2 separate regions of the Anser cygnoides genome follow, and region 2 is linked to region 1. The links are chromatin contacts, called in public Hi-C maps. All regions are on one chromosome and are shown on one strand. The core of a region is the stretch at or near the end of the contact, and the rest is flanking DNA. Distances in the headings are between cores, read along the strand shown. Region 1 holds the start of FAM210A (family with sequence similarity 210 member A). Region 2 overlaps LDLRAD4 (low density lipoprotein receptor class A domain containing 4).

Region 1 (4,606 bases), core at 1,228-3,727:
CGCTCTTTGTCCAATTATTAAAGTTTCTGAGGTAGAATATGCGACTCTGGCTGCGTTTTTCCAATCCAACCTCTTGAAGCTCATTATAATGTGCAGCTACAGCTTGCCCATGGCCTGTCTCACTCTGTAGAAACGAGGGAAGGAATAGTCTAAAGCAGCAAATTCTTTGTATTATTTTCTCATTTAATCAAGAGACGTATCCACTTAAGAGATTTAAGAAAGGAAACAAGCTACACTGGTCACGATCATTATGGGGAAATGTTTTTGTATATATATCTGGCCTGAAACTGACATCAGTACTTCTATCACTGGAGAGTCAACTGCCTCAAAAATTTAATTCCGTTTTCAGTTGGCCCACATAACTTCTGATGGATGACATCCAGCATCTTTGCTTACATTTTCTCAAAGAATCAGTTTCATCCCCTTTAAATCAGGGGCTGAAAAGGAAGATGTTCCTTCTCTCTGAGCATTATTTCACGTTTAAGGTTCTTAGAAAATCCTGGTTCAGAAATTCAGTGTTTGCTGTTAACAGAAGTGTATGAACTGCCAATTTAACCAAAATGCTGACTAGCTGATTTTGCGCAAAGCTGTCAGTGGTAACTACCAGAGCTTTGAACAAACCAGGGTAAGGGAAAGAGAATAATGACTTGATGACAGTATCCCATTTCATATTTGTCAGCAGTCCATAGAAATGCCTGTTTTAGCCTTAAATATAATTAGTCCAAAATAGGAAGCCCGATACGATACTGAAAAGTACTCTGTAACTAGATATTATGCTCCTAACATTTCTTAACCTTGAAAACAATCTCCATTTATATACATAACATGTAAAAAAAATTATAAATAAAATACAAAGTAACAGAACACAAATTCTGCAAGACAAAACTGTCTAACAGTACAAACGAGACTGAAGAATTCTCAGTCAGAACCCACAAACATGCCACAAAATTCCAGCCACTGTGAATTTACATTGCAATTAAAAGCAATCCCAATAGTAATCCACTAAAAAAAGTCAATGCCCAAACACCTTATCATTGAAATACCAGTCGCTCAGGAGAAAAGGTCTGACTGACTTTAATATGGTACATTTGTTCTTCAACGTTTCATATAATTTTGGTAACCTTGAGCACGTACACAGCCTTACTTGTCTGGAATACTTATAACCCCATCACCTCTTTATTACCGCACTCAGCTCACTGAGACTAACAAATATTTTGACCCTTTCTAGTCTTTTTCACGGTAAGCACAGATGGTCCCCTGACAGCCACTGAAGGTGACTTAAACTAGAAAGGCTGACTTTGACAAGTGAGGGAAACACATTCACACAATCCATTAAGGCACCCCAGCTGCTGCAACCACTGTTAGTAACAGCCATCAGCAGTAGCATCTAGATTGCTGGCAGCTGCTTTCAGTCTAATCTGAAAGAGTCTAACCTCTTCATACCCTTAGGCTATGCAATAACAGCATATTCCTTGCCCTTCTAAGCCTGATCCCAAAATTACTTTAGCAAAAGGACAAAAGGGTTAGTAGTGTTTCTGCCACGACAAAGGGTATTAATTTTTCCAGACTGCTTAGATTACCATTCAGATACGAACACAGAAACAAAGCATTAGGTCAAAAACATTTTCAAATTATACATAAGTATTGCAAAAGGTCAAAAGTAGACTGGATCAGAACTACAGCATCAGTTTCTATAAGCGCATATATGATAAGGGGCAGTGTCTTATAAAACATCACTTTGCCTTGTCACCCTCCCAGGTAAAAGGAGGAATATTTTCTGCTGCTCTTACGGTACTCACTGATTTCTTCGGAGGCTCCCCCTCCTGCTCCTCCAGCTTCCTTTTCGTTCCGCCCTCCTGCTGCTCGCTGCCGGCGGGGCGCGCTGTGCCGGAGCTGCCGCCCTCCGCATCGCCACGGGGCTGCTCCCCGTCCTTTCCCTCCGCCGCGGCGGGGTCGGCCATCCCTCACGCGGGGGTAGAGCCCTCACGGCCGGCCGCTCACGCCAGGGAGCTGCGGGGAACGAGAGACCCCCCGCAGCCGTTGGCGCGCGGCGGCCGCCATTTTACGGGGCAGCGCCCGGGGGCAACGGCACCAACGGCGCCACGGCGAGGCCCCCCCCGCCCCCAAGCCCAGAGGCCCCGCCCGCTCCGTCGTGGCCCCGCCCCCCAGCTGCCCGCCGCCTCCCCTGGCTCTCCCCCGCCCCCCCCCCCGCCGCCTGCCTGTGCCGTTGCCCCGCTCCCCCCCCCGCCCGCCGCCGTGCTGCCGCGGGCGAGGAGGGGGGAGGCGGCGCGGCGCTCACCCCGCCGGGCGCTCCGCCATCCCGTTTGCGGAAGAGGCCCCCTCCGCCGTGGCGTCACGTCCGGGGAACGGGGAGGGCTTTCCAGCGGCACTGCGCATGCGTGCTGCGTGGGAGGGGAACAGGACTACGACTCCCAGCAGGCTTCGCGCGGAGGGGGGCCGCCGCGCCTGCGCAGTGGCCCCGCCGCCTGCCCTCAAGGTGATGGTGGGGACGGGCGGTGCTGCACGTTGCCCTGACGCGCGCGGGGGGGGGCGGGGAACGGCGCGTGCGGCTGGGGCCGTTGGTGGCCGTTGGTCAGCCGCCGCCCGGAGCGGCGACGGGGCCGGGCCTGAGGTGGAGGAAGAGCGGCGGCGGCTCGGCCGTGAGGTACCCGCTCGGTGCGGCCGGGGCGGGTGGGCTGCCCCCGGGTGCGGGCGCCTCGCGGGGTACGGGCAGGGAGGGAGGTAGGGCCCGGCCGCTGGGGGCGGGGGGAAGCGGCACGTCCCGCGGGTGCCATCGTGGGGCCCCCTGCCGCCCTCCGGGTAGCTGCTCGCGGGCAGAGCCGTGTTTACGATCTCGAGGCTTCAGCCTTTTCTCCTTACGCGTTTTTTTGGGGGCTTGCTGTGGGGGCCTCGGGATCCCCAGGAGGCACTGGCTAGCTGAACAAGGCAGGACGGTTTTGGTAACCCTGCTTGGAGTTCTGGTTCTTGTTGGTAATCTGCTTCTGGTAATTAACCATGAGAGCTGTCCAAGTCAGAGGACTCTGACAACGCTGTTACATCAGGAGAGACTGCTTTTAATTTCAAATCAAGTATAGATGTGTGTCAGATAATGCAGCCTACACGTTTCACCTCATTTATGTCCACTTCCAAAATACTTTCTGCAAGCTGGCCCAAGGGAGGAAGCACGAGTTTGGACAGCAGCACACAAAGTGCCCCAGAAGCCTGCACCAAACCTAATTCTTAAGCAGACTGCAACTTACTGCTCCTCAGCTTATCTAAACCCCAAGAGGCTTCTACTGTTACAAGTATAAACTTAACGATTTGCCAAAGTTATGCTGCTTGAGGGAGAGATGGGGAGCAAGTTCCAAATTTGGAATCTGAGTTGCCGCCTGTGCACTAGGTTATTTGACTTGCAGCTGCTTCTGTGTGGGAAATGTATGCACAGAGGATAATGTGTCCCCACCATCCATCTCCTGTGGTGCTGACAGCAGGTGTTTATCTCCTTTTACTGTTCAAAGGCTGCTTGAGGTAAAAGGGGTGTGAGTGGCCTCTGCGGCAGCGTTGTGGAATTGCACTCGCTGCTTGAGAAGCGTTGCCATCAGGGAGAAAAAAAATCATTGGATGGTTTGGGTAGGTGGATATCAGATGGCCTGCACATGGCAAAAACGAGTAGGCAAATTCAGACTCTGAGCATGTAAGGAATGTAAGATAAAAAAGATTTGTTTAGCGTGACTTTCTACACGTCTACTTCACAGACTGTAGCAGCTGATAAGAAAAGATTTTATCTGATTTTTGTATTTAGAAGGATCCATGTAATTCTGCTGTTGTAGGTGATCTCCAGACAAGCCACTCCAGCTCTGCATGTATGCTTATAGACATCACTAAGGAACTGAATCGGTCTGTTTTTGTAAGGCAGGGAGTTACTGCTGTCCCCTTATCTGAGATAACAGGCCTTAGCTTGCATCTCAACAGGTTTTTTGGACCTCTATGGAGTTTTGACTTCAATATTGGCTTTAAAGATAAGGACACAACTAACACAATGGCAAAAGCAGAAAGTACTGATTTTAAAAATGACTGTAAAACTGGTAGTTGAATCCATAACATTCCTTGTAATCAGTTTTGCAGCTTGGGAATAAGATCCAACATAGTTATTGTTGGCGCTGATACGCTATAAACCCAGATTGTTGAAGCTGAACATACTTTGAAAATTAGGCACTGAAGTAAATTCAACATCAGCAAGATTTCAGGAGTAAAAATGGAATAAAACTACTGAAATAACTGAGGTTTGGGCCTAACATATGATTGAAATCTTCAGGGACAGGAGGAATGCTTAAGAACTTGGTAGGGTGTGGCAGTTTTTGTTGGTGAAATTTCAGAAATAAGGCTTACATTCGGTATTTTCCGGCACAGTGAAACCAGTCCTTCCACTGAACCACCCTGTGTCTTCTTAGGAAGGTTCTTGGAAAGGTTGGTGCAAGTGAGAAAGTGGTGTGAAAGAGTGATCTGACCCTTTAAGAAAATAGTTAAGGGTCATTTAAATGGAGTTTTATTTTAAAAATACAATCGTAAATGTAGTTTTAATGATTTTTAACTGAAATATAACTTC
Region 2 (4,606 bases), core at 1,441-3,940, 250 kb after region 1:
TGAAACTTTGCAGTCGAGCTGGTAAGAATCACTAACGCCTCCCCCAGCTCTTAAACAAACCCTACTTTTTGGCTTAGAGAAGTAAGCTGTGCTCTTACACACATGGCAGTGGTGCGGTGAAACACTGGGCTCTGATGACTAAGAGCAACAATACACCAAATCAAGAAGCAGCAAAGTATTTTTTGGAGCTGAAAGCTTATGCAGAAATGTTTCTGCAGCTCAGCAGCTTCCTGCTGACTGCCTGGCTTAGCTGAACACAAAGAGATGAATCACAATCTTCTGCAGAGGAGATCTTCCCAGATAAAATTATGTGTTTGTCCTATCAAAGTCTGGTTGAGAGGAATATCTCTATGCCAATGTACAAGTTGCTGTCTATAACCTTGCAACTACAACACTGGTGAAAATGGAAAACGTCTGATGTTAATGTAAAAGTGGCGTAGAAACGTTTGCACAATACGATAGGCATCAGCAAGTATGCAGATGTCTTGGGTGGGAAAGTTCTTCTAACAGGCAGCCTTAAATCTTTCATCTTTTTAAGCCTTCCTCTACACAAAACTTGTTGCTACCAAGGGGTGATGTGATTAAAGGGCTTCACAAAAAGTTATTTCTTAGCAGAAAAACATAACAGCCAACCTCAGACCAGCCGATCGCCTGCACCATACTGACCTCAGACACTCGCTACCACATACAGAAATACCTCAAGTATTTTTCCATCCAGTATTTCTTCCAGGTATTTTTCTCTCTGCTAAGACATCAGCTCTCTGCTCCTGCAGCAAGCAGAGCAAACAACTGGCTTCTTCATCAAAACACCAGAAAGCTGCCAGGTAACTAAAGGCACCCGCATTTGATGTTTTCAGACTACAATAACAGAACTGTACTTGACTGTTACAGCTGTCAAAATTCAAGCTTACAGCACCATGTACAGTCAGATACCCATTACTTAAGCAAGTATAAAAATGCTTTTTTTTTCTTTTAATCTTGATTTTTTTTTCCCCAAAAATATCCCTACTTCCCAGGCCAGGTCTGCTTATCATTCCTATGACACAGAAAAAGACATTAGCTAACTAGTACAAAGATTTTAAAGCTGCAAAACACTACAGGGCAGTGCAAGCTTCCTGCAGCTGGTTAAGGAAGGTCTTGTTCTACACCATGGCCTTAACAGGACACTGTCGCCCCAACTTGGCTAAGTTCAGTAACATGAAATTTCTTCTTCCTGTACAGTCCAGCCCCAGTCCCACTAATTTTCAGCTCCAATTTATCAGGAGCAGAGATTTTAGTCCCATGGGAACAGAAAGGCAACTGTGCCCAAGTCATATTACTGGACTGTAAAAAAAAAACTTGACAATAAGCACAGAAATGCTGGTAACATTGAGGGCAGGGATGAGAGATCAGAACTGGGGAAAGGGAGAAGTTTTGCATCACTTGGCTGCTGTGCCCAGGTAGACCAAGATCATTAATCTCCAGGAGGGTCAGGAGGCAGCTAATTCCTAATTGCTAGCAGAAGCAGCATTATATGCAGAGAAAAGCGGGTTTGTATGTGTGGAAGACTTACATTTGAAACATCAGTAGGCCACTTTTCCCTTTGAGAGTAACACAGCTCTTTTTTTGCTGGAATTGCAACTTTGCTGGCCCGTTATCTGATCAGAGATCAACGTGGAAGTGCATGAGCTATCCTGTGCACCCAGTAATCCTGATCGAGTTATTCCTCACTTATGACAGAAAAAATTAACTGCTTACACTTGAGATACATCAGCATAAATATGACACTGTGGCTAGAAAACACACTCCATAATTCACTTTTTATCTTTCAAATATTAACCTGGATAAGGCGAAAACAGAAGGCAGCAAAACTCAACTTTGGAAAACATGATTTAAAGTTACTATTAATCAGAAAGGCATTAAAGGGAGGTGTGAAGGTATAAATGTTTAGTTCAGGTCTGCTGAAAAGACTTCCTGGCTTGTCATTAAAGACAAGATTTTCCAAGAGGCTGGAGAAGTCAGTCTTGAAAGCAAAGCATAAAACTGGGCATTCGGACAACTCTTTTCCTTTTCTGGATCCGGGTGGGTTCATCTGACCTCTGGCAAATCACGTAAATCCAGTTTATCAAAAAGAGTCACTCTGTCTGAAACATTTTAAGCCTGACAGGGGTGCTGAGTCCCGCAGTTCAAACCTGAGTGAGCGCGAGGTCAGAGCGCACGATTTCTCTTTAAGCCAAAGCTGCTCTCTGAAGCCTGGCACCCAAAGCTGATGCCCAAAATAGATTCTGTGAAAAATGTTAGCCTGAATTTGCCTTTCCCTCAGCCCTAGCTCTTCAAGCTGTCATCTGATGTGAGGTAAAAAGGGAAATTACAAAGTGTATTATTAAGTACTTTAGACGTTGCCTGGAAGAAGGAAAGTTTTGTTTTGTGGAAGGCTACAGAGCTCCTGTGCAACTGTGGCTGCAGAGACCGGAGAGCTGAATGAAGCTAGAAGTAAAGGGACAGCAGAAACAAGGTTAGAGCACTATCCTGGCCATTTGCACAGTGCCCCAACTACTCTGGGACAAACACAGCTTTTCACCACTGCATGCTCTCTCTGACAGCCTGAACTTGCCAACCTGCTAAGTGTATTACTGAGGTGTCAGGTAAGGATGTAGACAGATGCGTCTGCAACAAGCCTTTTATTTGCTTTCCTTTACATTTCTGATCAAAACAAATAGATCAAATTAATGAGTCTTAATTTTAATATTTTTTTTTTTTTTAAAGAAATAGAACAACTGATGACTAAATCCACGTTAGATTTTGCTAGTTCCAGAAGTCACTGGATTCAAACCGAAAGTAGACACCTACAGCACACAGCCGAGCTGCCACGGGCAGCAAGCCTCTGAGTCCTGCGGCTCCGAGCCCCAGCCGCTCACAGGAGGAATTTCCAAACCCTCCTCCCTTTCCCACCCCACTCTACAGCAGTGAAATGTTAAAATACTTGTGCTGTATTTAAATATTTCTGATGTTGTTTATTTTTTAATTATTATGATCAGGAACAGTTCCACATGAATAAGAGAAAAGATCTGTATTGCCATATTTACACACACTTAAGATAATTCAACTTTACAGTTTTGACGCGTGTAGCTTATTAGACTCCTAAGAATGTAAAAACACCATTGGCATTATGCATATTGCAAGTGTCTGGTAGATAATGGCCTTGCAGATTTTATACAGAGCTGCACAAGTGAACTTGCCAAACTTTCATCATCACTCCTTTGGAAGCTCGGAGGGAGCCTATTAAATTGGCATTTTGTTTGACATGCACGCAGAATGTGCTTAGCGTGCAGAACAGGCATGGCAATAAACCTTTTCTTAACAGCTGTGTTATTTTAGTTAATGATAAACATGTATCTAAAGCCACATACCACCACAACTTTAGTCAGTGAGAAGAACATAGTCACCCAATGGAAACAGAGGCCATCACAACAAAAAGGAAGTTATTCATTTATTCTTAACTATGCAGTTATTTGTCTCACCGCTAAACATTGCTGAATATCACTAATTATTGTTCTAAATTAAGTGAATTTCATGAAGTAAAGTTCAGTGCTGTGTCTATCCCTTAGCAGCAGATTCTTACCCACGGGCACGTGTGCAATTATCACTGATTTTGGTGGAGACTGTGACAGCAGAACTGAGTGAAGAGTTTATTTTCCAGAAAATTTCCTTAGAGACTAAGAGTTTTGGAGGCCAAGGCTCCTTCTGTCATCATTGTGGCTCAATCCACTCTGAATATGTTCAAAACAACAACAAAAATCTGGACATGTGAAATGCAGATGTTAACGAGCAAGACAGCATATTGATTTGGTTAAGCCATTTAATTTTGACAAACTGCCAAAACAACAATAAAAGAATCACAAAGCTTAAATATTGGAGATTTCATCAGCAGCCTACAACGAGCAGGGAGATAATGAGTCCCCTGCAACCTCTAGGAACTGATCAATATTCTCCATGGAACTGCAGTGACTGAGAATTCCAGACAGTGCCCTTCGATTTTCTCTGAAATCTTATCTTTACAAAGTAAACAAACATGAGATAATAACCTTTAAACTTGCCACAGCCATTCATAAGCGGATTCATTACTACAGAACGGCAGCCGACATTCAATATTGCTCCCTGTTCGATATGTGCTACTCTGTGCATCGCAAACTCCATCTTTTAAAAGGCACAGGTTGCAGTCCTCAAAATCAAGGCACTCAAAGAATAAAGTGAATCGGGGCTCCTCTGAAGCATTTTCCAGCTTTTCTCTGGATCAGCAAAGCTGAACACAGCCTCCCCTCCTTCCAATGAAAACTAAATTTATCATCTAATCAACTGAGTCTACAATTTGAAGCCATAAAAACACTGAATATTGCAGAAAACACCGCAAAAACTAACATCCAAATTTCAAAACAGGAAAAATCTCTCCTTTCCTTTCTGCCATGTATACTCAAGCATCTTTTAATACATGACTGAACCTGGATCAAGTTAAAAAATATGTATTTTCTATTTATTTAATTGGAATCAACCAAATTTTGGTTCCTATGTTTAGAAATATCTGAAGCAAACTCAACTATGACACAGCTTTTAAAGAACATGTGCCTAA

Evidence for each region. Hi-C and Micro-C count contacts between places; a contact is called where the count stands out from the background.
Region 2: a contact with region 1 is called in a Hi-C map of liver, with 2.1 times the contacts expected there. The contact joins the enhancer-like site here to the promoter of FAM210A in region 1. A contact is called at or near these places in 2 of 7 Hi-C or Micro-C datasets (both in liver).

Annotation. Positions count from the first base shown.
Region 1 is chr2:107,239,661-107,244,266 of Taihu_goose_T2T_genome, forward strand. It overlaps FAM210A (family with sequence similarity 210 member A), which reads left to right and starts at 2,478. Exons shown (of 5, transcript XM_048077108.2): 1 at 2,478-2,497. RNMT (RNA guanine-7 methyltransferase) reads right to left here and starts at 2,432. Exons shown (of 11, transcript XM_048077104.2): 1 at 2,300-2,432; 2 at 1,800-2,010; 3 at 1-124. The coding sequence starts at 1,961.
Region 2 is chr2:107,486,786-107,491,391 of Taihu_goose_T2T_genome, forward strand. The region is part of intron 1 of LDLRAD4 (low density lipoprotein receptor class A domain containing 4); the gene reads right to left. Among named protein-coding and RNA genes, the nearest start is that of LDLRAD4, 31 kb to the right of the region's middle. Within about 2 kb of position 2,691, at least 2 of the 3 cell types and tissues checked have open chromatin away from gene starts, as enhancers often do. A contact at or near this core is called in liver, where this site is marked.